Regions from separate parts of the Macaca mulatta genome. Here region 2 is linked to region 1. Evidence: chromatin contacts called from public Hi-C data. All regions are on one chromosome and are shown on one strand. Each heading gives the region's core, a stretch centred on a gene start, on an enhancer-like site or on the middle of the called end of the contact. The rest is flanking DNA. Distances are from core to core; before and after follow the strand shown.

The links. A called contact is a pair of places that touch in the nucleus more often than the background predicts.
Region 2: a Hi-C map of cortical neurons shows a contact between it and region 1, with 3 times the contacts expected there. The contact joins the promoter of ARID5A here to the promoter of SNRNP200 in region 1. A contact is called at or near these places in 3 of 14 Hi-C or Micro-C datasets (blood, cortical neurons and fetal cortex germinal zone).

What each region holds. Positions count from the first base shown.
Region 1 is chr13:5,040,483-5,044,504 of T2T-MMU8v2.0, reverse strand. SNRNP200 (small nuclear ribonucleoprotein U5 subunit 200) reads left to right here and starts at 2,677. Exons shown (of 45, transcript XM_015112857.3): 1 at 2,677-2,830; 2 at 3,352-3,515. The coding sequence starts at 2,786. LOC114671863 reads left to right here. Exons shown (of 2, transcript XM_028832152.2): 2 at 1-91.
Region 2 is chr13:5,195,744-5,199,497 of T2T-MMU8v2.0, reverse strand. ARID5A (AT-rich interaction domain 5A) reads right to left here and starts at 1,483. Exons shown (of 6, transcript XM_028832153.2): 1 at 1,402-1,483. It also overlaps the pseudogene LOC144333669.

The sequences.
Region 1 (4,022 bases), core at 1,428-3,927:
ATATACACTCAATTTTTGCTTAATCTAAGTGTTCTAATCAAATACATGCTATGAAGATGTGAAAAACAAATAAAACTCCTCAGACAAGAAACATGCTATGGCTTCCTGTTGTCTCCTAAATAAAGTAAAAACTCTTCACAATGGCATTTTTTTTTTGAATGGAGAGATTAAGATTAGACTCTCTCTCATCACATTGTTTCATTCTTTACATTTGCCCTGCAGTCAGCTTAATGGAGTTCTTAACAGTACCCAAGATACACCTGTGTCTTCCCGCCTTCATGCTTTTTCTTTTTCTCTGTCCCTGTGAAATCCCCCACCTCCTGCCTCCACGGAAATCCTCAGCCACCCTTTGCATCACAGCTATAAAGCCTCACAGGCGCTCCTAAGTCAGAAGTGATTTCCCACAGTGCCCCCTTGTGGCACTGACTGCATTCTGCCTTTTTCTTTTTCTTTTTCTTCTTTTTTCCTTTTTCAGAGATGCAGTTCTTGTTCTGTTGCCCAGGCTGGAGCACAGTGGCTACTCACAGGCATGATCATACCGCACTATGGTCTGGAACTCCCGGGCTCAAGCAATCCTCCTGCCTCTGCCTCACAGGTGGGTACCACCATATTTGTAGTTTTACTTCTCCTGTGAGACTTGAACTCCTCAAGGGTCTTATCTATGCCTTGTCTTTCTCTGAGTCCCTGAAAGTGCTCACAGAGCACATACAAATATTTGAGACATAATTAAATGAAGTGACAGGTCTTTAGATACAGAAATGCAGGACCCAGGCAAAAGTCTGGGTAACCTGTGCAGGCCTGGGGTTGGGGAGCAGCGAATTCAGTTCATCTTTGGAGAGAGACAGCACGTGGACTGAAACAAAGCTAAATTCCCTTGCTCTGAGCCCATCTTGGTAACTAATGTCATCCCGGGGGTCTGTACCTGCCAGGGTGCCCCCAGTCCTTTAGCTTCCTGAGGATAATCCTCTATTAAAAATTGTCTAAAAACAGACCGGGCATGGTGGCTCACACCTGTAATCCAGCACTCTGGGAGGCCGAGGTGGGAAGATTGCTTGAGGCCAGGAGTTCAAGACCAGTCTGCGCAACACAGCGAAACCCCATCTCTACCAAAAATACAAAAATTAGCTGGGTGTGGTGGTGCACACCTGTAGTCCCAGCTACTGGGAAGGCTGAGGCGGGAGGATGGTTTGAGCCCAGAAGTCGAGGCTACAGTGAGCTGAAACTGTGTCACTGCATTCCAGCCTGGGCAACACAGCCAGACCCTGTTTCCAAAAAAATTGTCTAAAAACAACTTTAGAGAGACAAAAACTATACACTATAAAATTCTTTATTTATTTATTTATTTTTGAGATATAATCTGGCTCTGTCGCCAGGCTGGAGTGCAATGGCACGATCTCAGCTCACTGCAACCTCTGACTCCCTGGTTCAAGTGATTCTCCTGCCTCAGCCTCCCGAGTAGCTGGGATTACAGGCCCGTGCCACCACATCCAGCTTATTTTTTTGTATTTTTAGTGGAGATGGGGTTTCACTATGTTGGCCAGGATGGTCTCGATCTCCTGACCTTGTGATCCGCCCGCCTTGGCCTCCCAAAGTGCTGGGACTAGACCCCTTCCCCCATTTTCAACAAGTTGGCCCAGGAAGTTTCCCCGAGCCCCTTCCCCAGAGTGAGGAAGCATGGCTGTCATTTTTCTTTTCTATCTTTTTAATTAAAAAATTGTTTTCATTTTGTGGGGGAAGAGTCTTGCTATGTGGGTCAGGCTGGAGTGCACTGGCACAATCCTAGCTTGCTGCAGCCTTGAAGTCCTGGGCTCAAGCAATCCTCCTGCCTCAGCCTTCCAAGTTGTTGGGACTACAGGCACACACTACCAGGCCTGGCTACTTTTTTATTGTTTGAAGAAACAGGGCCTCACTATGTTACCCAAGCTGGTCTCAAACTCCCGGCCTCAAGCAATCCTCTTTCCTCAGCCTCCTAAAGTGCTGGGATTACAAGCATGAGCCACCACATCCAGCCTGTTGTTCTCTGGCCCTGCCTGCACCGGTTTCCCCGGGCGGCAGACAGGGCCCTGCCATAGAATGTCACCGACAACTGGGAGCGGACGGGGGCCCCGGCCCTGTTCGTTCCGCTGGGTGAGAACGAGGGTCTTGGGGCCACCGGTTTAGCTGGGACGGGTGGGGGACAGCAGCTTTCTTTTTCAATTGTTCAACACAGAAGAGAAACCCAAAGCAAGACGCCAATCATTAAAACACGCAGACACAGACACACGCGCACGTGACCTCGCTCGCTGGGTGCTTTCGTTACCTCAAACGGAAACGGGACTTTTCAGGCCCTCTTTTCCTGCCTACCTCATGGGACTGTTGCCAAAGAGGAAGGAAGCGGAAGGAAAGGTCTTGGGACGGGACAGGGGCTAAGCGGCCGTACGTTCGTTACGATGTGAGGGGTGCCGGGGGGCTGGAGACTGAGGTCGGGGAAAGCACGGGCCCTGGGTCCTTGGGGCCTGCGGGCGGCCGGAACCAGAGTGCGCGGGTCTAGGGATTCGGGGACCCAAATGCACCAGGCCCACACATCCCACTCAGAGGGCTGCGGGAAGCCCCGCGCATACGCCAGGGACACGCCCCGCCCACACTTCCGGGGCGCGACCCGGAAGCGGAAGGGAGCCCGTTTCTTTTCCTTCCCCCAGTGCGTCTTTCCTGCGTCGTACCGGCGCGGCGGGAGCGGAGGTCCACGGCCGTTTGCAGCGTGCGGCTGGGGGGCGTGGAGGCCTGAAGCCTCCAAGCAGCCGCGGCCATGGCGGATGTAACCGCCCGTAGTCTGCAGTACGAGTACAAGGCGGTACGTTTGGGCTCGTGGGAGGATTCCAGGCTCAGGAGTCCAGTGGGGAGGGGGAGGCTGAAAAAGAGAGTTTCAGTCTGAAGGCCTCCAGGAGAGCCACGAAAACGGAGGGGAAGTGGAATCGCGGTGAAGGTGGGGGTTATTTGATGACGTGAATAACCTACGGGGGTCTGGGGAGTGCTAAGATCTCTCTAGGAGGAGTTTCTCGAGTCCCTTCAACGCTAAGCCCGCCCCCTTCCACACTTCACTCCCAACCCACTCACCACTTTTCCCAGATGTGGGTTATGATGGGCACTGTTAGGAACAAGAATTGCTTAGCTGATTCGACAGGCCGTAAGACTTATTCAGCTCTATGCTTCTGCACAGCGTCATACCATGCAGTTCTTAAGGAAAATATCATTATTACGATTAGCGATTATAAGCAACTAGCTACTACGATTCTTCCATCAGCTGGGGTAACTGTGATAGTAGGAACTGGCCCTGCTCATGTCAAAGCTTCAATAATGTTTTGATCTTTTCAGAACTCAAATCTTGTGCTCCAAGCTGACCGCTCTCTCATTGACCGGACCCGCCGGGATGAACCCACAGGAGAAGTGCTGTCCCTTGTTGGGAAGCTGGAGGGCACACGTATGGGAGACAAGGCTCAACGGACCAAACCGCAGATGCAGGAGGAAAGAAGAGCCAAGTGAGTGCTAAGGGAATACTATTTTTTCCTTCAGATCCAAAGTCTCTTCTCTTTAACATTCGAGCAGCATTTTGGCCGGAATGCTTGGTGTAAGATCAGTGGCATTAAAACGGTTTAGTGAAGGTAAAAACAGAACAGGAGAGTTTAAAGATTTTTTTGGCCTTAAAAAGTGTACCTAAAGTGGAAAATAACTTGTTGGTACCTTTTTCTTACATGTGTGTTTCTAGTTCATAGACAGATATTACTTTTCTTCAGGGTATTTTCAAGACCCTTGCTATTCCTATGTCTCAGTAATTCTTTTTCTTTTTCTTTTTTTTTCCATTACTAACTTTCTACCCCTATTTTTTCCCTTTACTCTTGTCCACTTCTTACCTATTTTGTTGTTACAAACTAATTTAAGCATCCATGGTATGAAAGACAGTTTTTTTTCTTATTTTGCATTTTTTTTCTTTTTTTCTTTTCTTAAATATTTCTTGGGGACGCATTTCAAAACTTACCTTTACCTCA
Region 2 (3,754 bases), core at 234-2,733, 160 kb before region 1:
GGCTGTCCCTCCCCACTGAGTCTGGACCACATTTGGTGGTGACAGTGAGAGCTCCTCAGATGGCTTCATGTGTCCCCATTCCACCTACGGGACAGAGGCTCAGAGGTGCCAGGTGACGTCTCCCAACTATAGAGGCAGATTGTCGGAGGCCCTTTCTACCTCTGCCACACCAAGTGCTAGGCCCCAGGCGGGTCCCTACGGCCTGGACTGGGCTCTGAGCTCTGCCGTGGGGTGAAGTCCTCGAGCCCCATCTCCCACCCCTCCTGTGCTCTAGCGTTGCCTGTAGGCAGAGACGCCACCTTGCGTGTGGGCTCCCACCAGTGGGGCCCGGGTGGCGCAAGAGGCACCTGTTGTCCTCCCCTGGGGCCCGCGGAGCCCTCTTTACTGACCCAAGACTCCGCAGCGCCTCGGGACCCCCCGTGCCCTCGGGGGTCCTGCATCGCGCAAACCCCACCACGCCGGCGCTGGGCGGAGGAAGACGCGACCCCAGACCGGGCGACCCCTAGACACCGCGGAGGGACTGAGCGCGGGCCCGGGTTGCCCCGCTGCTCCCACCGAGCGCGAAGCCGGGCATCGCTGCCCGCGCCCTTGCCCTCTTCCCCGGCGCTCCCCACCCGCCGCCCCGTCCCTTCTGCAGACCGAGGGAAAAGAAGGGGACACACAAGGGACAGGAGAGGAACCAGGGAAGCGACCCCTCTCCTGCGGGGCTGCGGCGGGTGGGCGGGGAGACGGGAGAGGGAAAGAGAGAACGGAAGAGAAGGAATGGGCAGGGGCGCGAAGCCGGGCGCCCCGGACCATCGGCGCAGCCCGCGGCCGAAAGAGGAACCGTGGAGCCTTCACAGCGCATTGAGCAAGTTCTTCGCACCCGCGCAGCCCCTGCAGGAAACGGCGCCGCAGAGGGAAGGGCCGCGCGCCCCGGACCCGGAGTCTGCGCCCGCCCGGCGGCGCCGCGGTTCGGAAACCCGCGGGGTGTCAGGGGCGGAGGGCGGCCGCCGGCAGCTGTCACAACACAGGAGCTGAGCCCGGCTCGCGGGGGAAACCGCAGCAGGAAGTGGGACGACAGCGCCGTGCCGGGCTCGGCACATTTCAGGCAAGAGACGGCGAAGAGAGTTTCGAGATAAACGCCCGGGAAGCCCCTGGCCGCCAAAACTTTTTGTCTTTCCTTTTCTCGAAACGCGCGCGGACGCCCGGCCTCACCCCTTCCGCGCCGGCCGGGAGCGCTGAAGCCGCGGGCCGGGCTCGCTCCCTTCGGCCCGCGCCCCGCAGCCCACCGCGGACCCCTTTCCGCCCCGCACAGCGCCCCGACCGCCACGAGGGCTGGAGGGGACCCGGCGCCGGCACCTGGGCCCTCCCTGCAGGGCCGCCGAGCCCCGGCCCGGGCCGCGCCGTGGAGCCGCTTACCCATGGCCCGGCGACGTCCCGCGGCACTCGCCCCGAGACCCTCAGCGCGCGGCTGTCCGGATCCCGCGCTCTCTGAGCTACTGACTCGCGGCGCCGCCCGCCGGCCGCCTCCCCGCAGCCCCGCCCCGTCCCGCCCCTGCTCGCCCCACTCTGGGCTCCCATTGGTGGGCCCGGCTCCGTCGTGCGGGGGAGGCGTGGGGTGGGGGACGTTCCCGCGCCCGGGGACCTCTGGGAATTGTAGTGCGTGCCCCTGGCCTCTCGGCTTTCAGAGTGGGGCCCATGGAAAAGGCTACTCACCTAGAGGAGCGGAGGCAGGACCCCCAGGAATCATTGATGCCTTGTGCCTCAGTTTCCCTGGAGGCAAAACTAGAGCCTTGGAAAAATCCTCCTTGCTTTCAGCAGAGCACTGAGGGCTCTGTGGAGCGAGCAAAGTGCTTCTGACTTTGATTTGAAAGTGGCCCTGTGCAGGCCGGGCGCGGTGGCTCAAGCCTGTAATCCCAGCACTTTGGGAGGCCGAGACGGGCGGATCGCGAGGTCAGGAGATCGAGACCATCCTGGCTAACACGGTGAAACCCCGTCTCTACTAAAAAATACAAAAAAAAAACTAGCCGGGCGAGGTGGCGGGCGCCTGTAGTCCCAGCTACTCGGGAGGCTGAGGCAGGAGAATGGCGTAAACCCGGGAGGCGGAGCTTGCAGTGAGCTCAGATCCGGCCACTGCACCCCAGCCTGGGCGACAGAGCAAGAGCAAGACTCCGTCTCAAAAAAAAAAAAAAAAAAAAGAAAGTGGCCCTGTGCATTTCCCATTCCCCACCTAGGCCAACAAAGAAGGCCAGGTGAGGAATCCCTGTGCTTTGGGAGGCGGAGGCGGGAGGCTCACTTGAGCCCAGAAGGTCGAAGCTGTAGTGTGTTGCAATCACACCACTGCACTCTATCCTGGGCAACAGACGGAGACACGGAGACCCTGCCTCAAAAAAAAAGAAAAAAAAAAGGAGAGGTGGTTAGTGTGAGCTAGACAAGGACCGAACTAGGAAATCCTTGGCCTAGGTTCTGTGGCCAGGCCTGCCAGTAATAGTCAATGCCCACATACATAATGCAGACAGAGTGTGGCAGCTACAAGCTGAGTAGTCCTAAGAGGGGGCATGAGTTCAGGCTGTGGGAGGTGGGAATGAGGCCTAGGGTGAATGGAGGCAGGAGGAGGTGCCCAGCCAGCCATAGCAGCAACCTGGACCTGTGCAGGCCAAAGAGGAAGAAACGGAGGCTCAGGGTTTCCGTCTCAGCAGGTGGTTACCTAGGACGGGAACACTGTTCCTAGCACATAGAAGCTACACAGAAATCTTCGTTGATGAATTTTAATACTCATAATAGCTGTATGCACTTCACACCATCATTGTCCTCATTTTGTAGGGTAAAACTGAGGTCTGAGAGATCAGCTCAAGTAACACAGCTGGTAGGTGTTGGAGCCAGAGCTAGACCCAGGAAGAGGAGCCCTCATACCCAGGCATCCCCCCCACCCACTTTGCACCCATTACTGACCACTTGTCATACTGGTGCCCCTCCTCACACTAAAAGAATGGACCAGGGCTGCAGTTTGGTGAACCTGAAACCCTGGCCCTTGCTCTTTGGCCCTGGGATGGAAGATGTCTGCAGGCTCAGTCTAGAGCAGATGACACTGTGGGCTCTGCAGGATAAATCCCCTGTCTACCTCGTAATGGGTTGGCTTGTAAGAGCCAGCACCTGTAGAGTTGGTAATAGACACCCAGAACAATCGTAACGGTCATTATAACAATGCATCCCACTTCCAAGTTCACAAGCCACTTTCCCCTCCAGAAGAGCTAAGGCTGTGGTGGAAGACACTATGATGGGATGCCATCAGGAAGCACCTTTGTCCATTCTGGAAGCATTCACTGGCAGGCACTAGGCCCAAAGTTGGGAATGGAGCTCTGGATGCAGCCTCCGGGGTCACAATCTAGGCCAACCCCTCACTTGTGGGTTGGATACCCCTACTGACAAGGAACTCACTATCTTATAAGACAGCAGCTCATCCCACCAAGCGTTAAGGTTATTCTGCAATCCGGGCAGCTGGGCACATTCTGACAGACAAGGGCTGTTGTGCAAAGCCTCAGCAAGTCAACACCTGCCTGTGCCAGCCTGGGAACGATAGGATCTAAATTTAATTGCTTCCTGAGGCAACTGTTTGCAATAGAAAGTAATTTACAATGGCCTGTAAATCCTGCGGAAAACAGACATCTTCATTCGTCTGGCTAAAAGCGTAAACACTTCCATTGCTCAAGCCTCCATCTCACACACCTCCACTCCGGCCCAAAGCCGCCCTCCTCCTGCACTCTTCAACCAC